2 separate regions of the Sus scrofa genome follow, and region 2 is linked to region 1. The links are chromatin contacts, called in public Hi-C maps. All regions are on one chromosome and are shown on one strand. The core of a region is the stretch at or near the end of the contact, and the rest is flanking DNA. Distances in the headings are between cores, read along the strand shown.

Region 1 (3,600 bases), core at 269-2,768:
CTATATATGTGATATCTATAAGCCAAAAATGTCATTCATGTTTATCGAAGACTAACCAATTTACTCTCAAATCACTTTCCTAGATAGAAGTTAATTCTACGTGTAATTTTTTTTTCCATTTTCATGGCTCCATTGACATAATAAGAAAAAAATATCAAAAGTAATGAATTTTTCCATTCAAAAAATAAGGTATCTGCCTAAATAAATTAAAGGAAAAATGTTATCAACTATCTTTAACTTAATGATGAGCTTTCCAAACTCTGACAGTACACAGCACCCATAGTGTCTCAGTAACTTTTCCATCATGTGCCAGGCCAAAAAAAAAAAGAAAAGAAAGGAAAAAACCCAAAGTTTGTGTACTAAGTTCTTAGGTTTAACAACCAAAGAAGTATTTAGGTTGCAACAACTTAATAGCTGTTTGAAAAAAGTAAACACAGGAGTTCCCATCGTGGCTCAGCAGAAATGAATCCGACTAGGAACCATGAGGTTACAGGTTCGATCCATGGCCTCGCTCAGTGGGTTAAGGATCCAGCATTACCATGAGCTGTGGTGTAGGTTGCAGACGAGGCTCGAACGTGGCATTGCTGTGGCTCTGGCATAGGCCGGCAGCAACAGCTCTGATTAGACCCCTAGCCTGGGAACCTCCATAGGCCGTGGGTGTGGCCCTAACAAAAAAAAAAAAGGAAGCACATAAAAAAAGAAAAAATATTTTATTTCTTGATTTCACACTTACTCTGTTATCTATTGCTGCCTAACAAACTACCCCCCAAGTTTGGTTTAAGCTTAAACAACAGTTATTTATTATCTCATCTTTTCTGTGGGGTGAGAAATCCTGGAGGGCTTAGCTGGGTGGCTGTGGCTCAGTATCCCTCCTGAGGTTGCAGTCAGGATGTGAGCTGTGGCTGCAGCCCCTGGAGGTTTCACTGGAGATGGAGGACCCATTTCCAAAAGGGGTCATTCACATGATGCGTGGCAGGTGGCCTCAGTTCCCTGTTGGCTGTTGGACAACAGGCTCAGTTCCTCACCACGTGGGCATCTCTGTAGGGCTGCTTGAGTGTTTTCACAACCTGGCAGCTGACTTCCTGAAAGGGAGTGATCCAAGAGCACAGCAAGGAGGAGAATGCAACGCCTTTTATAACACAGACGTGGAAGCCACACACCATCACTAATGCCATATTCTATTTTCCAGAAGCTGGTTATTAAGTCCAGAGCCCATATTCAAGAGGAGAGAAATTAGTCTCCATCCCTTAAGAGAAAAGTTGTCGAATGATTCTGGACATATTTTTAAACCACTACACTTACCAGGGAGGTACAGGTACCTGTCAGGCACTATAATGGTTAATTTTATGAGTCAGTTGGGCTAAGGGATGCGCAGAGAGCTGGCAAAATATTATTTTGGGGTGTGTTGGGAAGGATGTTTCTCTTCTCATTGGAATCAGTGGACCGAGGAAGGCAGATCACCTTCTCCCACGTGGGCATCATCCAATCCGCTGAGGGACAGCAGAAACAGAAAGGCAGAGGGAGAGCAAACCGGCTCTCTGCTTGAGCGGGCCATCCATCTCCTCATGCCCTCAGACATCAGTGCTCCTCGTTCTTGGACCTTTGGACTCAAACTGGAACTTAGAGCGCTGACGCCCTGGCTCTCAGGCCTCTGAGGTTGGACTAGAACTGCACCACCGACTTTGCTGGGCCTCCAGCTTCCAGACAGGCGAACCATGGGACTTCTCAGCCTGCCAATCCCTCACACTAAATCCATTTCTTCTTATCAACAGCTATGTGTGGACAGAGATCTTATTAGTTCTGTTTCTCTGGAGTACCCTAATATAACACCATCCACTCAAACTTCAGAATCAGATTAGAAACCATCAGCCTCATTTCCTGTTCCACTTGATTATCATGTGCTATCTTCTTTTTATCACTGCAACCACCAAATACTCATCTTCAGAGAGATATGTAGTAAAAATCAACATAGCAGAATCTAAAGTTGAACGTAAGCTACCTTGATAGTAGGTTATATGGTGGCCATTGTTGCTATTTGCCCCCTTTTTTTTTTTTTCCTTTTGTTTTTAGGGCCACACCCTGCAGCATATGGAGGTTCCCAGGTTACGGGTCAAATCCGAGCTGCAGCTGCTGGCCTACATCACAGCCACAGCAATGCCAGATCCAAGGCGAGTCTTCGACCTACACCACAATTCACAGCAATGCTGGATCCTTAACCCACTGAGCAAGGCCAGGGATCAAACCCACATTCTCATGGATACTAGTCAGATTCATTTCCGCTGAGCAAGGACAAGAACTCCCTCCCAAAAATTCTTAAATATCTCATGTAGGCCCTGTGGGCCCCCCTGGACTGCCTCAGTGCACAATTTCGGAACCAGAGACTTAATATATTTTTCTCAGAGGTTGAATGTGTGTTTAAGAACACTTTATAGATATGTCAACAGTTTCTCTAATATTCACACTCCAGGGAAATTATAACAGAAAAATGAGGAAGCAATTTCCATTCACAGTATCGAAACAGAATGAAAGTTTTACCGTGCCATAAATACTTATGGAATGTAAAAATATTCTAAAGGCAGACTATTTTTCTCTGCCTATTTTAGCAGAACATTAGTTGGATATGAGGAAAAAGCAATCCTAGAATGAAAGAAAACAATGTTTAAAAAGTTCAGTTTGAGGAGTTCCTGTCATGGCGCAGCAGAAACGAATCCGACTAGGAATCGTGAGGTTGCAGGTTCGATCCCTGGCCTTGCTCAGTGGGTTAGGGATCTGGCATTGCCATGAGCTGTGGTGTAGGTCAAAGACACGGCTCGGATCTGGCGTTTTGCTGTGGCTGTGGCATAGGCTGGCAGCTACAGCTCTGATTCAACCCCTAGCCTGGGAACCTCCATATGCTGCAGGTGCGGCCCTAAAAACACACACAAAAAAAAGTTCAGTTTGAGGGGGAAAAAAAAAAAACCCAATATCCAAGAAATAATTCCTTTTTACTTTAAAAAAAAAATCTTTTTATTCTCCTTTCCTAACATATATAATGGTATTTCAGTGTTAATCTAGTGTCTACACCAAATGATGACACAGCAAATCCATCTCTTCACTTATAGGAAATTAGTCTTCAGTTGAGAAAAAAAAAAAAAAAAACCTCATGTAATAAAAGGTCTTCCTGTTATTTGCAGCACATTTTTTTTTTCTTTTTTAGGGCCACACTTGTAGCACGTGGAAGTTCCCAGGTTAGGGGTGGAATCAGAGCTGCAGCTGCCAGCCTACCCCACAGCCAGAGCAACAACAGATTCAAGCCGCTTCTGTGACCTACACCACAGCTCACAGCAATGCTGGATCCTTAACTCACTGAGTGAGACCAGGGATCAAACCCAAATCTTCATAGATACTAGTTGGGTTTGTTACCATTGAACCACAACAGGAACTCCTGCAGCAGATATTTTTGAACCAAAAAAAATTTTTTCTATTTTTAGGGCCAAATTTGTGGCATGTGGAAGTTTCCAGGCTAGGGGTCTAATTGGAGCTGTTGCCGCTGACTACACAACAGCCACAGCCAGAGCAATGCTGGATCGGAGCTGCATCTGCAACCTATACCACAACTCA
Region 2 (3,300 bases), core at 48-2,547, 190 kb after region 1:
CCTAGCCCTGGGAACTTCCATATGCTGCATGTATGGCCCTAAAAAAGCAAAAAAAAAAAGTTGTATGAATGTGGTCTTAAAATATCTTATTTGACAAATATACTTTTCCATTAATTAAACACTTAATACCATGCACCGTGACCATAAATTTTGCAGTTTGAAATGTGACCAGCACAAATTTTTTGCCCTCTTAACAATTTCATGGATAGAAGATTCATTCTTATCACAGATCTTCGAAACCTCACAATTTTTTTTTTTTTTTACTTATTAGTCGAGAACTTTTATTTTTTCACTTCAAGGAAGCTTCTCTTGAGCATGTTTGAATTGCCAGCATCACTTCCCTTGCGCTCTAGGACCATTATTAAGTAAAGTAAGGGTTACTTCGACATGAATGTACCATCTGATGACTGGGAGGGCCACGCAGTGGCTAACAGGCAGGATACACTGGACAAAGGGATAATTCACATCCCCAGCAGGACAGACGGAGCAGGATGGTGCAATATTTCATTGCACTGCTCAGAACAGTGTGCAGTTTAAAACTTATGAATTGTTTATTCATAACAATAATATTAAACGGAAAATTGTTGGGACCATGCGTGGTTGGGTGGGATAAATGAAACTGTGGAAAGTGAAACTATAGACCAGGGGGCAGCTACCATACCAGTGACCAAGATTTTCAACCTTTTGGAAAATCACAGTCTATCAGCATTTAGCCTCCACTAGGCTTTTGATCTACTGACCAAAAGACATTTTATGTGTTCCCGGAAACAAAAGAACAGAAAGTAAAATTAAATAATTACATAAAAGGAAATCTAATCAATGTCTTTTGGACTGAAAGATACCATCTGTTACATTCAGGACAGGGCAAAGATGTGCTGTGTAGTAGCCAGCAGGGCTTTACTAACATGTTTTATGTAGGTCTGGTTTTTGTGGTTTTGTAATTTTTTTAGTTTTGCAATATTATGGGCAAAAGAATTATGATAATTTAGCGTTAAGCGAAGACAACTTACAGAGTAGGTCACATTTGGTGAAAACCAAAGAAAGCCCCCAAGATATTCCATAGGCTATGTTATGTAGTTTGATATCATTTTATGAAAAAAAGTCAAGATTCAGAAAGGTTTTGATTTCCCAAGGCCACACGGTTAGGAATGAAATCCAGGTCTCCTGATTCCTGGGCTAGTCTTTCTAGGAACCTTGAGTCTTTGGCGGTCCTGCCCTGAGAGAATGATATGAAAGGAAAGAAGGAAAGAGGTAGGGGATGTGGTTCTCTCTCCTCCTACTCTCCTCCCAACACCAGCCAGGGAGGAGGCCCTGCAAGGGAAACAGATTGGCCTGGGCTGGCCCTGTTCCCTCCTAATCGTGGTCCCAGGCAGAGCACACTGCCCATAGAGGCCCCGTGGGCTGTGATTGCCTTGTTCACTACTAAGCCTATGTATGCTTGTTGTGTTGCTGATTTCATAATTAAATTGTATATTATCGATTGTACTAGAGAGAATGAAGACACCATATCTGAGGAAATGATTCTGCTGGCATTGCTTTGAAAATAGTGTTTTCACTTGACTGCAAAAAAAGCAAACTTAGTATCTGTATATTAAGGATGTAGGTTATGGAGAAGAAAAAAATCCAGGTAACTCCTAGCAATAAGGTCACATTCTAAGAAAGTTCTTAACTCTATATCAAAAATCTGGTGCCTGACGTTCCCGTGAGCTGTGGTGTAGGTTGCAGATGTGGCTCAGATCTGGCATTGCTGTGGCTCTGGCATAGGCTGGCAGCTGTAGCTCAGACTGGACCCTAGCCGGGAACTTCCATGTGCCGCAAGGGGGGGCCCTAAAAAGCACACAAGAAGAAAAAAAAATCTAGTCCCTGAAAGTATATTGATATATTTTAAACATTTAAGGAATTCCTGACGTGGCGCAGCAGAAACGAATCCAACTAGGAACCATGAGGTTGTGGGTTCAATCCCTGGCCTCGCTCAGTGGGTTAAGGATCTGGTGTTGCTGTGAGCTGTGGTGTAGGTCATGGATTCGGCTGGGATCTGGCATTGCTGTGGCTGTGGCACAGGTTGGCAGCTGTAGCTCTGATTCGACTCCTAGTCTGGGAATCTCTATGTGCTATGGGTGTGGCCCTAAAAACGAACGAAAGACAGTTAAAATGCTTCAAAAATAGATATCATCTTTAATAGTTTCCTATTTAAACTTTTTTTTTTTTTTTTTTTCTGTTTTTTAGGGCCGCAGTCGGCATATGGAAGTTTCCAGGGTAGGGGTCAAATCGGAGCTGTAGCCTCCAGCCTACACCACAGCCAAGTGACATGGGATCTGAGCCGCATCTGTGACCTGCACCACAACTCGTGGCAATACTGGACCCTTAACCCACTGATCGAGGCCAGGGATCAAACCCGAGTCCTTGTGGATCCTCGTTGGGTTCGTTAACCACTGAGCCACGAGGGGAACTCCATACTACTTAAATGTTTTTACTGGCACTCCTAATTCTGTTAGGGAGAGGGATTTTGTGGTGAACCTGCATGCCAAATCCCTACGTCAGGCCTTATATTTTAAATTTTTGTATATTCCCTACAAGATTTCACAGTGACTATCAAGCATCACAAATGGTATTTTCAAAATTATTTACCAAAGGGAGTTCCCGTCGTGGCGCAGTGGTTAACGAATCCGACTAGGAACCATGAGGTTGCGGGTTCGGTCCCTGCCCTTGCTCAGTGGGTTAACGATCCGGCGTTGCCGTGAGCTGTGGTGTAGGTTGCAGACGAGGCTTGGATCCCGCGTTGCTGTGGCTCTGGCGTAGGCCGGTGGCTACAGCTCCGATTCAACCCCTAGCCTGGGAACCTCCATATGCCACGGAAGCGGCCCAAGAAATAGCAACAACAACAAAAAAGACCAAAAAAAAAAAAAAAAAATTATTTACCAAAGGATCTTATTAGCTATCAATACCAGATTTTACATATGATGTGTTATCACTGAGCAATATTAGTAAACATGAAATAGCCAGATTTCATTTACGCTAACTCAGATGAAAAAAACTGGTTTAAATTTTCTTCATGTTGCAATCACTTTAGACAGTTTTAAAATTTTGAATACACTCCAATTTTTAATCAGTAAAATTTACTTCACTTTTTTTTATCAGTGTTTGATGGATGAGCAATAAGATGAAAACAATTTTTTTAATTTAGTGAAACAATCTTTTTGTTTTTTCGTTGATTTTTTTACAGCTTTTCTTATTAATTTGACTTAAAAATTATCATTTATAAATTTTCTACATGTAAATTCAAAAAATTGGCAGTTCGAA

What was found. A called contact is a pair of places that touch in the nucleus more often than the background predicts.
Region 2: a contact with region 1 is called in a Hi-C map of omental adipose tissue, with 3 times the contacts expected there. The contact joins two enhancer-like sites. A contact is called at or near these places in 3 of 5 promoter capture datasets (fetal liver, fetal skeletal muscle and liver), 31 of 47 Hi-C or Micro-C datasets (adipocytes, adipose tissue, alveolar macrophages and 18 more) and 2 of 2 datasets of contacts at active chromatin or transcription factors (alveolar macrophages and skeletal muscle).

The regions. Positions count from the first base shown.
Region 1 is chr13:182,007,668-182,011,267 of Sscrofa11.1, forward strand. No RefSeq gene overlaps it. Among named protein-coding and RNA genes, the nearest start is that of CXADR, 120 kb to the right of the region's middle. Within about 2 kb of position 1,519, at least 3 of the 83 cell types and tissues checked have an H3K27ac peak or open chromatin away from gene starts, as enhancers often do. A contact at or near this core is called in omental adipose tissue, where this site is marked.
Region 2 is chr13:182,200,289-182,203,588 of Sscrofa11.1, forward strand. No RefSeq gene overlaps it. Among named protein-coding and RNA genes, the nearest start is that of BTG3, 26 kb to the right of the region's middle. Within about 2 kb of position 1,298, at least 2 of the 83 cell types and tissues checked have an H3K27ac peak or open chromatin away from gene starts, as enhancers often do. A contact at or near this core is called in omental adipose tissue, where this site is marked.